2 separate regions of the Mus musculus genome follow, and region 2 is linked to region 1. The links are chromatin contacts, called in public promoter capture Hi-C maps. All regions are on one chromosome and are shown on one strand. The core of a region is the stretch at or near the end of the contact, and the rest is flanking DNA. Distances in the headings are between cores, read along the strand shown.

Region 1 (4,903 bases), core at 1,770-4,269:
CTGTGTAGCACTGCCTGTCCTGGAACTCACTCTGTAGACCAAGCTGGCCTTGAACTCAGAAATCCTCCTGCCTCTGCCTCCCAAGTGCTGGGATTAAAGACGTATGACACCACTGTCTGGCTAAGGTTATACATTTTTAAGTGTCTTTCTTTGAACTTGTATGTTTCAAATTATATTAAAGTTTGTGTGGATTTTTTTCTTAAAGGTCTATCTATCTATCTATCTATCTATCTATCTATCTATCTATCTATCTACACTGTAGCTGTCTTCAGACATCCCCAAAGTGGGCATCAGATCTCATTATAGATGGTTGTGAGCCACCATGTGGTTGCTGGGATTTGAACCTATGACCTTTGGAAGAAAGGTCAGTGCTTTTAACCGCTGAGCCACCTCTCTAGCCCCTGTGTAGATTTTTATGTTTTACTTTTCATTATTACATTTTTATTCATTTATTTGCATGTGTACATATGTTCCCATGCATGCCATAGCCTCTGTGGCATCAGTGGACAATTTGTAGGAATTGCTTGTCTCCTTCTGCTTTGTGGACCTGGAACTGAACTAAGAGCAGCAGCTACTAAGTCACCTCACACTCCCAAGAGGAAACCTCCTTCTTCTCTTTTTAACGATCCTTATGTATTTGTTACTTATTATACATTGGTGCTTTGCTTGAATATATGTGTGTGTGGAGGGGGGGTTGTTGGATTCCTAGAACATGGGGTTACAGACAGTTGTGAGCTGCCTTGTGGGTGCTCAGAACCAGAGTCCCCTAGAAGAGTAGCCAGCCTCTCCAGGCCGTGTTTCTTTTTTTCTTTTTGGGGTTATTTTCTCTTCTGGGATTATAGGTGTCTACACCATCACGCTAAGCCTAACCACTCTGGCTCCATTTTCATGCCGGGGCTTGGGATTGACGCAGGGTCTCCCGCACACTAGATAAGAGTTCTAATACTGAGCTACCTCCCCACTCCTTTCTAGTTTGTGTGTGTGTAGGCCAGGTTAGCCTGTGTCACTCCTCAGGAGCCATCCATTTTAATTATTTTTGGGACAGGGTCTCACTATGTAGCCCTGGTTGGCCTTGACATACATACATACACACACACACACACACACACACACACACACACACACACACACAGGCCAGGTTGGTTCAATCTCACAGAGATGTCTGACTGCCTATGGGATTAAAGACTTGGACTAGCTATTAAGCTTGACTTTTCTTCCTATCTCTTTCCTCCTTCCTTCCTCCCTCCCTCTCCCTCTCCCTCCCTCCCTCCCTCCGATTATTAAGGACAGGCTGGAGAGACAGCTCAGTAGCTGCACTGGCTGCTCTTCCAATGGACCAGGGTTCAATTCCCAGCACCCATATGATGATTCACAACTATCCAAATTCCAATTCTAGGAAGTCCTACAGCCCTCTTCTGACCTCCTGGATACCGGCTACATACATGGTACACATACATATATACAGGCAAAATAAAATAAAACTAAAAAAAAATGTTAAGGAAAATAAAAACTCCCACAAGTGGGAGGAGTTCCGAAGGAGAAATAACAAACCTTGAATTTTTCCCCCCTTAGACAAGTTCACCGAGACGGGATGGGGGGGCCTTGAGGATGTGTGACTGGCCAGTGAGGTCCCACCAGACCGAGTTACTTCCACAGCTCTTCATAATGTTTTTGTTTTTAGATTTCTGTGTGTGTGTGTGTGTGTGTGTGTGTGTGTGTGTGTGTGAGAGAGAGAGAGAGAGAGAGAGAGAGAGAGAGAGAGAGAGCAGAACAGGGTGAATTCTCTGGAGCTGGCTGCTAGGGACCAAATGGTCCTCAGAAAAAGCAGCAAGCCCTTTTAGAGAGAGAGAGAGAGAGAGAGAGAGAGAGAGAGAGAGAGAGAGAGAGAGAGAGCAAGCAGAACAGGGTGAATTCTCTGGAGCTGGCTACTAGGGACCAAATGGTCCTTAGAAAAAGCAGCAAGCCCTTTTTTGTTTTTTGTTTGTTTGTTTTGGTTTTTGGAGACAGGGTTTCTCTGTGTAGCCCTGCTATCCTGGAACTCACTCTGTAGACCAGGCTGGCCTCGAACTCAGAAATCCGCCTGCCTCTGCCTCCCAAGTGCTGGGATTAAAGGCGTGCGCCACCACTGCCTATCACCCCAACAGTTCTGATGGGAGTCCCTTTCAGGAACTTGATGAATCCAAGTTCAGGCTTCATCTGAACAGAAGTCTCTGCAAAGAACTCATGCTGGCAGCACTGAGCCTGATGCTACTGCCACTTCGCGTCCAGAACCAAGCTTAACCTATCAGTTAGAAACAGTACAGGCTGGGTATTGTGTTCCCTCAAAGAACATTTGTCTACTGAGCTCTGTGGTGCCAAGCAGTAGAGCCACTGGACTACACCTTGTATATTCCTCCCATTTTTCAGATGACAAAACTGAGTCTCCGAAGGCCGTGCCTTCGGGATCCTGGCCCTCCCCACTACTTCTCACTTAAGGCCAGAGTCTCACAAATAACTTTCCCCTAGTATCCCTTGCAGTAGAGGGTCCGGGGCCCCAGCCAGAGAGCCAGGGCGTAGTCCTCCATCCTCTCTGAAGCTCCAAGAGAGACAATGGCAGGTCGCAGCGGAGGCGAGGGCGCAAGTGCCCCCCTGCCCGCCGCCCTTTGTTTTCCCGCCTGCCCCCTCGCGCGCCCCGGGAGGCTGGGAGGCGCCTCTCACAGGCTTCCTCCTCCCATTCTTGTGCTAATTGGGTGTCAAGCTGAGATCAGTGAGAAAGAAATCCGCCCGGGCTCGGGTTAAACTGCCGCCAAAGACTAGGGCTGAGCCCAGAATTTGATTAGGCCGGGAGGAAGCCGCGGCCCGGGGGAGGGGTGGCTAAGCTTTCAGGGCCCCTTTGAAAGTCACTGGGTCGCCCCCTCCTCTCCCGCCCTCTCCACAACCGCCTCTAGGGGCCTCTGGAAGATATTTAACCTTCTTCCTAGGAATTGAAAGCGATAGCCACACACTGGCCTGGGCAGCCACTTGCCTGTCCAAGCACTGCTGGACCTCCAAGGATGCAGGAGGCTGGCTCCTTCCAGCAGCGCCCTGTTCAGCAAGGAGGCGGAGCGGGGTGGGGGCGGGGACGTTTACCTCCAGACTCTGATGTTTGGAGAGGCTTTACTCCTCCTCGTCTCTGGTTCCTCATCAGCAGGCGGAGGATAAAGTCCTACCTGTTCTGTGCTTGGTGGCCATTAAGAGTCAATAATGGAGTGGTTGACCTCCAAGGGGGCCCCTTCGGGAAGGGTTCCCTGCCCCCACCTTCCGGCAATGACTCCTTTCCCCAACCATACAGCTCTATCGCCTTACGGGTTTTTACTAGTTATTTATTTACTCTGTTAATTGTGTATATATATATCCTGTTACTGCAGTGTTTGCACAGTCCAGAAGAAGGCATCGAATGGACTCCCCAGAACTGGAGTCAAAGGCAGCAGATTCGCGTCACTCCATGATGGTGCTGGAGTCTCTAGTCCTCTACAAGAGCAATATGAATTCTTAATGGCTGAGCTGTCTCTCTGGACCCTTATATTTCAAATTTATATTTCAACCCTTCTGATAGCATCTTCCTCTGAAGTATAGTCATACTCTAAAACAAAATTTATTTTTGTCTTATGCATATGCATACATATGCATGCTTTGCCTGCATGTATGTGTGCTGTGTATGGGTGCTGAGAACCCCTCAGCAAGTTAGCCACTGAGAGCCATCCTTCCAGTCTGCCCCACCCCTCCCCTTTGACAGCGTCTCACTATGCTCCCTCGCTGGCCTGAAACTATGTAGACTAGGTTGGCTTGAAAGCAGAGATCTCTGCCTCTGCTTCCCAAGGGTTGGGATCAAAGGTGTGAAGACCCATGCCCATCTGGTCTACTGTTTCTTTTGTGGGCCTTGACCTAGTCTGCCTGGCATGCTTCCTTGAAAGGCTTCCTGGTGCTAGGCCCTGGTGCAAAGAACTCATATTCCCAGCCCTTGGGACGAGGCAGGACGATTCCTGCAAGTTGTGGGACAGATAAGGCTATACAGGGAGAACATTTCAAAGCCAACAGAGCAGTGTTCCTGTGTCCCAGGGCACACCTCATTGGGTCCATCTTCTAGCAGCTGCCACTGCTGCTCCGTGAGGTGGATCTGGGGCCTAGACCTCGCCCCCATGGCAGGCAGCTTTTTCTATCTGCTTAGGTGAACCCATAGGTGCTCTGCAACTGTCAAGTACTTAATGTGAGGAGCTGCCCAAGAGCAGTAGCTATGTAAGTTAATACTATAAGCATGTATTGGTCAATTACTGTGTGTACTCAAGAGGGCTCCGCACGGTCTGGGGACAATCAGATGCAGGTCCAAGAGCTGTCAGCCCCTCAAGGAGGGGTTAGTAGTCCCAGTGTAAAAGTGGGAACAGCCTTGTTTGGAATGTTTTGATTACATTATTAACTGCTGATTGTGTGTACGTGCACGCACGTGCGTGGGTGTTTGGGATGGACAACATACAGTCAGTTCTTTCTTTCCACCATGTAGGTTCTGCAGATCCATCAGACTGTCAAGCTTAGCAGCAGGCTCTTGTACCCCACCATCCAGTTTGTTGAGATGGAGTCTCACTATGTAGCCCTGGTTGACCGAGAACTCTTTTTGTAGACCAGGCTGGCCTTGGAATCACAGAGATCTCACCTGAGTGCTAGGACTAAAGGTATGCATCACCAGATATCTATCTCTATCTATCTATTGGTATCTATCTATCTACCTATCTATTGGTTTCTCGAGACAGGATTTCTCTGTGTAGTCCTGGCTGTCCTGGAACTCACTCTGTAGACCAGGCTGTCCTCGAACTCAGAAATCCGCCTGCCTCTGCCTCCCGAGTGCTGGGATTAAAGGCATGTACCATCACTGCCTGCAAGATCTTTAAAA
Region 2 (4,903 bases), core at 1,576-4,075, 520 kb before region 1:
TGACTGCCTTCCCCGCCTAGGCTGAGCAGGAGCTTCGAGTGGCGCAGACAGAGTTTGACCGGCAGGCAGAAGTGACCCGTCTCCTGCTGGAGGGGATCAGCAGTACTCATGTGAGTCCTACATTTGTGTGCCACTGGGTTGTGTCACAAGCAGAGGCCACAGAACCAGCCCACAGACTGGGCATCCCACCCCAACCCAATGATGGCAGAGTGCGGATGGGGACAAGCCATACTCAGGCCAGAGGTTAGCTGGAGACCTTCTTTCCAGGTGAACCACCTTCGCTGCCTCCATGAGTTCGTCAAGTCTCAGACAACCTACTATGCACAGTGCTACCGCCACATGCTGGATCTGCAGAAACAGCTAGGCAGGTGTGGCTGGACCCAGGTCTCTGAGGCCCCCTATCTCCCAGACCCAGTGAGTGGCCCAATGCTTCTGGCCAAGGGCCTTCTCTTCTGAGCTCAGAAAACCTCATGATACATGAGGTTGGACTGGAGGCTCTGCCTAGAACCTCATGTGGGCACCTCATGTGGTGAGATCAGAGTCTCCAGGGGCTCACAGTGGTTTCTTTGTGCCAGGGAGGTGGGCAGGGACAAGCAGGTGGGACTATCTCAGCTTCCTCTATTTTGTTTTTTCCCTCGTGCTGCCAGCTCCCAGGGTGCCATGTAAGTTATTGAGGGTTGGGCCTCCTTGTGTGTAAAATGGGCCAGTGTCTGGTCTGTCTTGTAGAGTATGTGGGGCTCTCACAGGTTAGTGATGGCTGCTGAGACACCCTCCTCTCTAGATTTCCAGGCACCTTCGTGGGCACCACAGAGCCTGCCTCCCCACCCCTGAGCAGCACCTCACCTACCACCACTGCGGCCACCATGCCTGTGGTACCTACTGGGGCTGTCTTGGCCCCTCCAGAAGAGGCAGCCCTCTGCCTGGAGGAGGTGGCTCCCCCAGCCAGTGGGACTCGAAAGGCCCGGGTGCTCTACGACTACGAGGCAGCTGACAGCAGTGAGCTGGCCCTGCTGGCTGATGAGGTTGGTCCTGAGGGGCAGGAAGAGCTGGACGGACCAGGGACACTGAATCTGCACAACTCTGCTCACTCTCATGGAACCCCTGGACCCTGGGGAGGAGCTGTGGGAGTCAGGGGAAGTGACTATAGGTCTGCAGGAGCAGTCCCTAATGTCTATGGCCCAGTACAGCCCTGAAGTGACATCTCTCACTGGGAGGTAGCAGCTTTAGCCTGGCTTAGTCCTGGGACTAGGCCCACCCATGTCTAGGGCATAAGTTTCTTCTCTCCTCCAACAGCTCATCACTGTCTACAGCCTGCCAGGCATGGATCCCGACTGGCTCATTGGTGAGAGAGGCAACAAGAAGGGCAAGGTTCCTGTCACCTACCTGGAACTTCTCAGCTAAGCAGCCCCTTCCCAGGCTCTGCCACTTAGAGTCGTCTGCTGGCCACAGAGCTGCTTAGGATAAGGGACCTAACCCTTTTCTGGCTGTGCCCGTCATTCAGCTATTAAAGAGCCCACAAGACAGAATGGCCCCAGGCCCCTCTGCTAGTCCTGCTTCTGACCTGCAACCCTGCACACCCCAGGCTTCCCAGCTCCCTTAAGGCAGAAGGGTCACTACATTTGACACCACCATGGGCCCAGGATATGCTGGGGATGGATGCTCTTGGCATGAAAGAACATCTGCCTTCTGGCTGTGGAAGGTTGAGGGGGACAGCAGCACACAGGCAGGGCTAGGAGTGTGGCAGGAAACCAGAAGGGTCAGCCAGAGCAGCAGCACCAAGTGCTGCCTCCCACTTCCCTCATGGCTCTGGCTGGGCACAGTGGCTACAGCAGTCATTCCTTCAGTTTCTAACTAACATTCTGACCTCTGCCTGTCTGCTTGCTCTCTGGCAAATAAATCCTTTGTGTGCGAATCAGGATCTCAGTCCATGAGCCACCCTGAAAGTGGATGGAAGACTTCATTGGCCTCTTGGGGTAAGGCTGCATGGAGCCATGGCACTGGCTGCTCCACATACAGAGCAGAGGAAAAGTCCTACAGCATCCCAGGTCCCAGTGTTCCGCGCATACAATTTCACAACACTCTTCGTAAGGAAAATGTCCGTCCCTAACCCTGGACCCATGGGACAATAGTGGTTTGCCTGTCAGGGAGCGGGTAAGCTTCAGTAACCAACAGTTACGGGGCAAAAGAGCATCTACCCCTTGGAGGTTTTACCTGGCAGGCAGGGAGCCCTACATCAGCCTGATTCTAGGAGCACCTAGTATGGCCATGTTTTATTTTAGATGGTCCCAGTGGGCATGCTGGGGCTCCACAGCAGGAAGAACTGTACACTGAGACCTAGACTCTCCCTTGTGTGCCTGTCCTGACAGGCTGCTACGACTAAATGGGCAGGTACTGAAAGTCAGCCACCTCCCTACCCCCAACATCTGGGGCCTCTGAAAGTTGCCACATGACACAGGCTCTATAAACAGCACTTTTAATATTTGTATAAATAGACCACGGTATTACCAAAAAAACTGCAAGAATAGATCATGGAAAACCCTCACTACACACAGGACTCTCCTGTGCTGCCAGCACCCAGGGCCTCCCTGGCTGGTGAAGTGCCATGGGAATGCTCGGAGGAAAGGGGCCACCTTGGGATATTGTTAAGAGTCTGAGCACCCAGCCCCTTGGCTCCCTGCCCGTGCTGTTGACCTCTTTAGCTATATAAAAATAATGTCAGCGGGTGGGCAGGAGGACGACGAAGGGAGCTGCCTGCTCAGTGGCTGGCCTTGTGGTGGCAGCGCCCTCTACCCAGGCTGCAGTGCAGGTTGGTAGGAGCAGCAGGTAGACAGCAGTCGGCGCCCTATCTCTGCACGTGCCGGACAAAGGCTTGCACAAGTTGGATCAGAGGCTCCTGAGATTCTGGGCTGGCTTTGGAGAGAGAGGTGGCCTTGCCCTGTGGTGAGGGCAGGACTCCAGCAGCAGGGGAGCTGGGGGCCCCCCTTCTGAAGTATCGTGAGAGGCTGGAAAGCAACGTGCTCTGCAAGAAAAGCAGCAGATTAATGAGGTCCAGGGCCACTATTCCTGACCCAAATGACAAAACCGGCAGCATCCAAACAGCGTTCCCTGCTGGCCAGCCCAGCATCCATACCAGCTCCGAGCTCAGCTCCTGCTTCATCCGCTGCTTGTCCCGGGGGTGCACAGCCGGGTCCCTGAGGTAGCGTACTGCTTGGGAGATGAGCAGGTAGAAGCAGTTCTCCATGGTGAACATCAGGAGGGACCTGGAGAGGCAGGTATGGGCAATATCGCAAAAGTATTTGACAGACACAGCTGAGCCGCAGATGGGAGAACAGCAGCCCATAGCTGCTCCAGGCGGCAAGCCTCAGGCCTTACTTTAATGTTCGGGTCCCTTCTGCTTGTGTGCTGAGTCCCACAGCCTGGGTGAGGGATTCCTTTTTCTTGTCCAGCTATAGGAAGCAATATAAAAATCAAGTTAGCAGTAAGAGTGGCCAGTTAGAGCTTCTAGTTGGAGGTCTTGCATCCCAACTTCCCTGGTACCTCACAGGGTACTCGGTGGGAACTCCTAGCATGCCCCTGTAGGAAGAGGCCTAGGCTCCAGGGGCTGGATATGTTCTATATTTCTAAAACAAGTGGGAAGTTATGTGGGGGGGCCACCTCACCAGCTTACCTCTCCAAGCATGTTGAGGGCCACGTTCACTGTGGCCAAGAGGGTTCCGAAGGAGGGAGCCACTTCAGAGTCAAAGGTGGGAGTGGTAAAACTTAGGGCAAAGAGGAAGTTGTACTCAGCAAGATCCAGGGACTGAAAGACAAAAAAGCCAGCACTCTGGAACTCGCTGGGAGTTCTCCAAAGCACAGTACAGTATACTGCAGAGCCCAGGTTCAAGGCTTATTGTGGGAACCTAGCCTTAGTTTTGAGGTGGCAACTAGTACCTGGTCCAACAGGATCTGGCAGACATCCGGAGTGAAGTGGCGCAGGGCTGCCAGGGTCCTGCTGAGAATCTTGAGAAGCCCATACTGGACTGTGTGTAAGGCTCGCTGTTCTGAGGCCTCAGTGTCAGCAGTAGGCTGCTTGGAGGAGCAGCCAGCTGGGGTAGCCAGAGCGGTGGTGGTGGTGGTGGTGGTGGTGGTGGTGGATGGCCGCTGAGCTCGGGGAGTGACAGCTGAAGGGAGGCCATCACCATTTTTGTTCTGAGGAGAGTCAAGAAATGAAGGGTGAGTCATAGGAGATCAAGGGTGGCACTGCCAGCGGTGACGGGCTAGGGGCTTTCATTACCTGTAGGTAGTGCTGCAGCATCTTGCGGCTGTGCAGGAGGGAGGTACAGGCCTGGCACAAGTAACCCAGGTTCACCTGGGACACAGGAGGGACAGGAAAAACTCATGGAGGCAGCCCTATAAACAAATCTTCCCCCAGGACCCAGCATGCCTCACCTCCCACTGACTGATGCTCTAACGCAACAGCCAACCAGCAGGACTCAGGCCTAGAACATTTCCCTGCACTGCTGGCATCGTACAGGCCTCAGACATCAGCAAGATGGGATTACTACTATGTCCACTGAAGGAGGAGAGAGTTGATGTGACTGGCCAAGGTCATAGAGAGAGTAGCCATGGCCACAGCCTACTGCCTCTCAAGCCTGTGGGCTCCTCCAGCTTTAGGCCTTCTCCTGAGGGTTTTGAACCTAAGTCTACCTCAAAGAGCCCAAGTTCTCAACTCATCCAGTCTCACTTCACTATGGAGGGAAGAGCTAGCCTGAGTAAGCAGCCTGAGTCAAACCTGTGCCCCAAGCAAGAAGCCCACATTCAGAGACGCCTCCAGTTCACCGAGGAGACCCACTGACTCCCTGCCCAGGTCTGATTTCTTCAGACCCTCAAAGAAGCAATGTCCGAGGCCCACCTGAACATCACG

Evidence for each region. Promoter capture Hi-C pulls out the DNA fragments that hold promoters and counts their contacts.
Region 2: a promoter capture Hi-C map of the C10 cell line shows a contact between it and region 1, with 2.7 times the contacts expected there. The contact joins two enhancer-like sites. A contact is called at or near these places in 4 of 39 promoter capture datasets (the C10 cell line, liver and pre-B cells), 1 of 115 datasets of contacts at active chromatin or transcription factors (pancreatic cancer cells) and 1 of 9 other capture datasets (pancreatic islet).

What each region holds. Positions count from the first base shown.
Region 1 is chr2:29,818,412-29,823,314 of GRCm38.p6, reverse strand. No RefSeq gene overlaps it. Among named protein-coding and RNA genes, the nearest start is that of Urm1, 6.5 kb to the left of the region's middle. Within about 2 kb of position 3,019, at least 299 of the 459 cell types and tissues checked have an H3K27ac peak or open chromatin away from gene starts, as enhancers often do.
Region 2 is chr2:30,341,818-30,346,720 of GRCm38.p6, reverse strand. It overlaps Nup188 (nucleoporin 188), which reads right to left. Exons shown (of 44, transcript NM_198304.3): 38 at 4,892-4,903; 39 at 4,274-4,348; 40 at 3,931-4,188; 41 at 3,668-3,799; 42 at 3,373-3,446; 43 at 3,131-3,260; 44 at 2,455-3,019. The coding sequence ends at 2,843. It overlaps Sh3glb2 (SH3-domain GRB2-like endophilin B2), which reads left to right. Exons shown (of 12, transcript NM_001289709.1): 8 at 21-110; 9 at 268-368; 10 at 648-662; 11 at 782-1,022; 12 at 1,294-1,944. The coding sequence ends at 1,401. Among named protein-coding and RNA genes, the nearest start is that of Sh3glb2, 15 kb to the left of the region's middle. Within about 2 kb of position 2,825, at least 15 of the 459 cell types and tissues checked have an H3K27ac peak or open chromatin away from gene starts, as enhancers often do.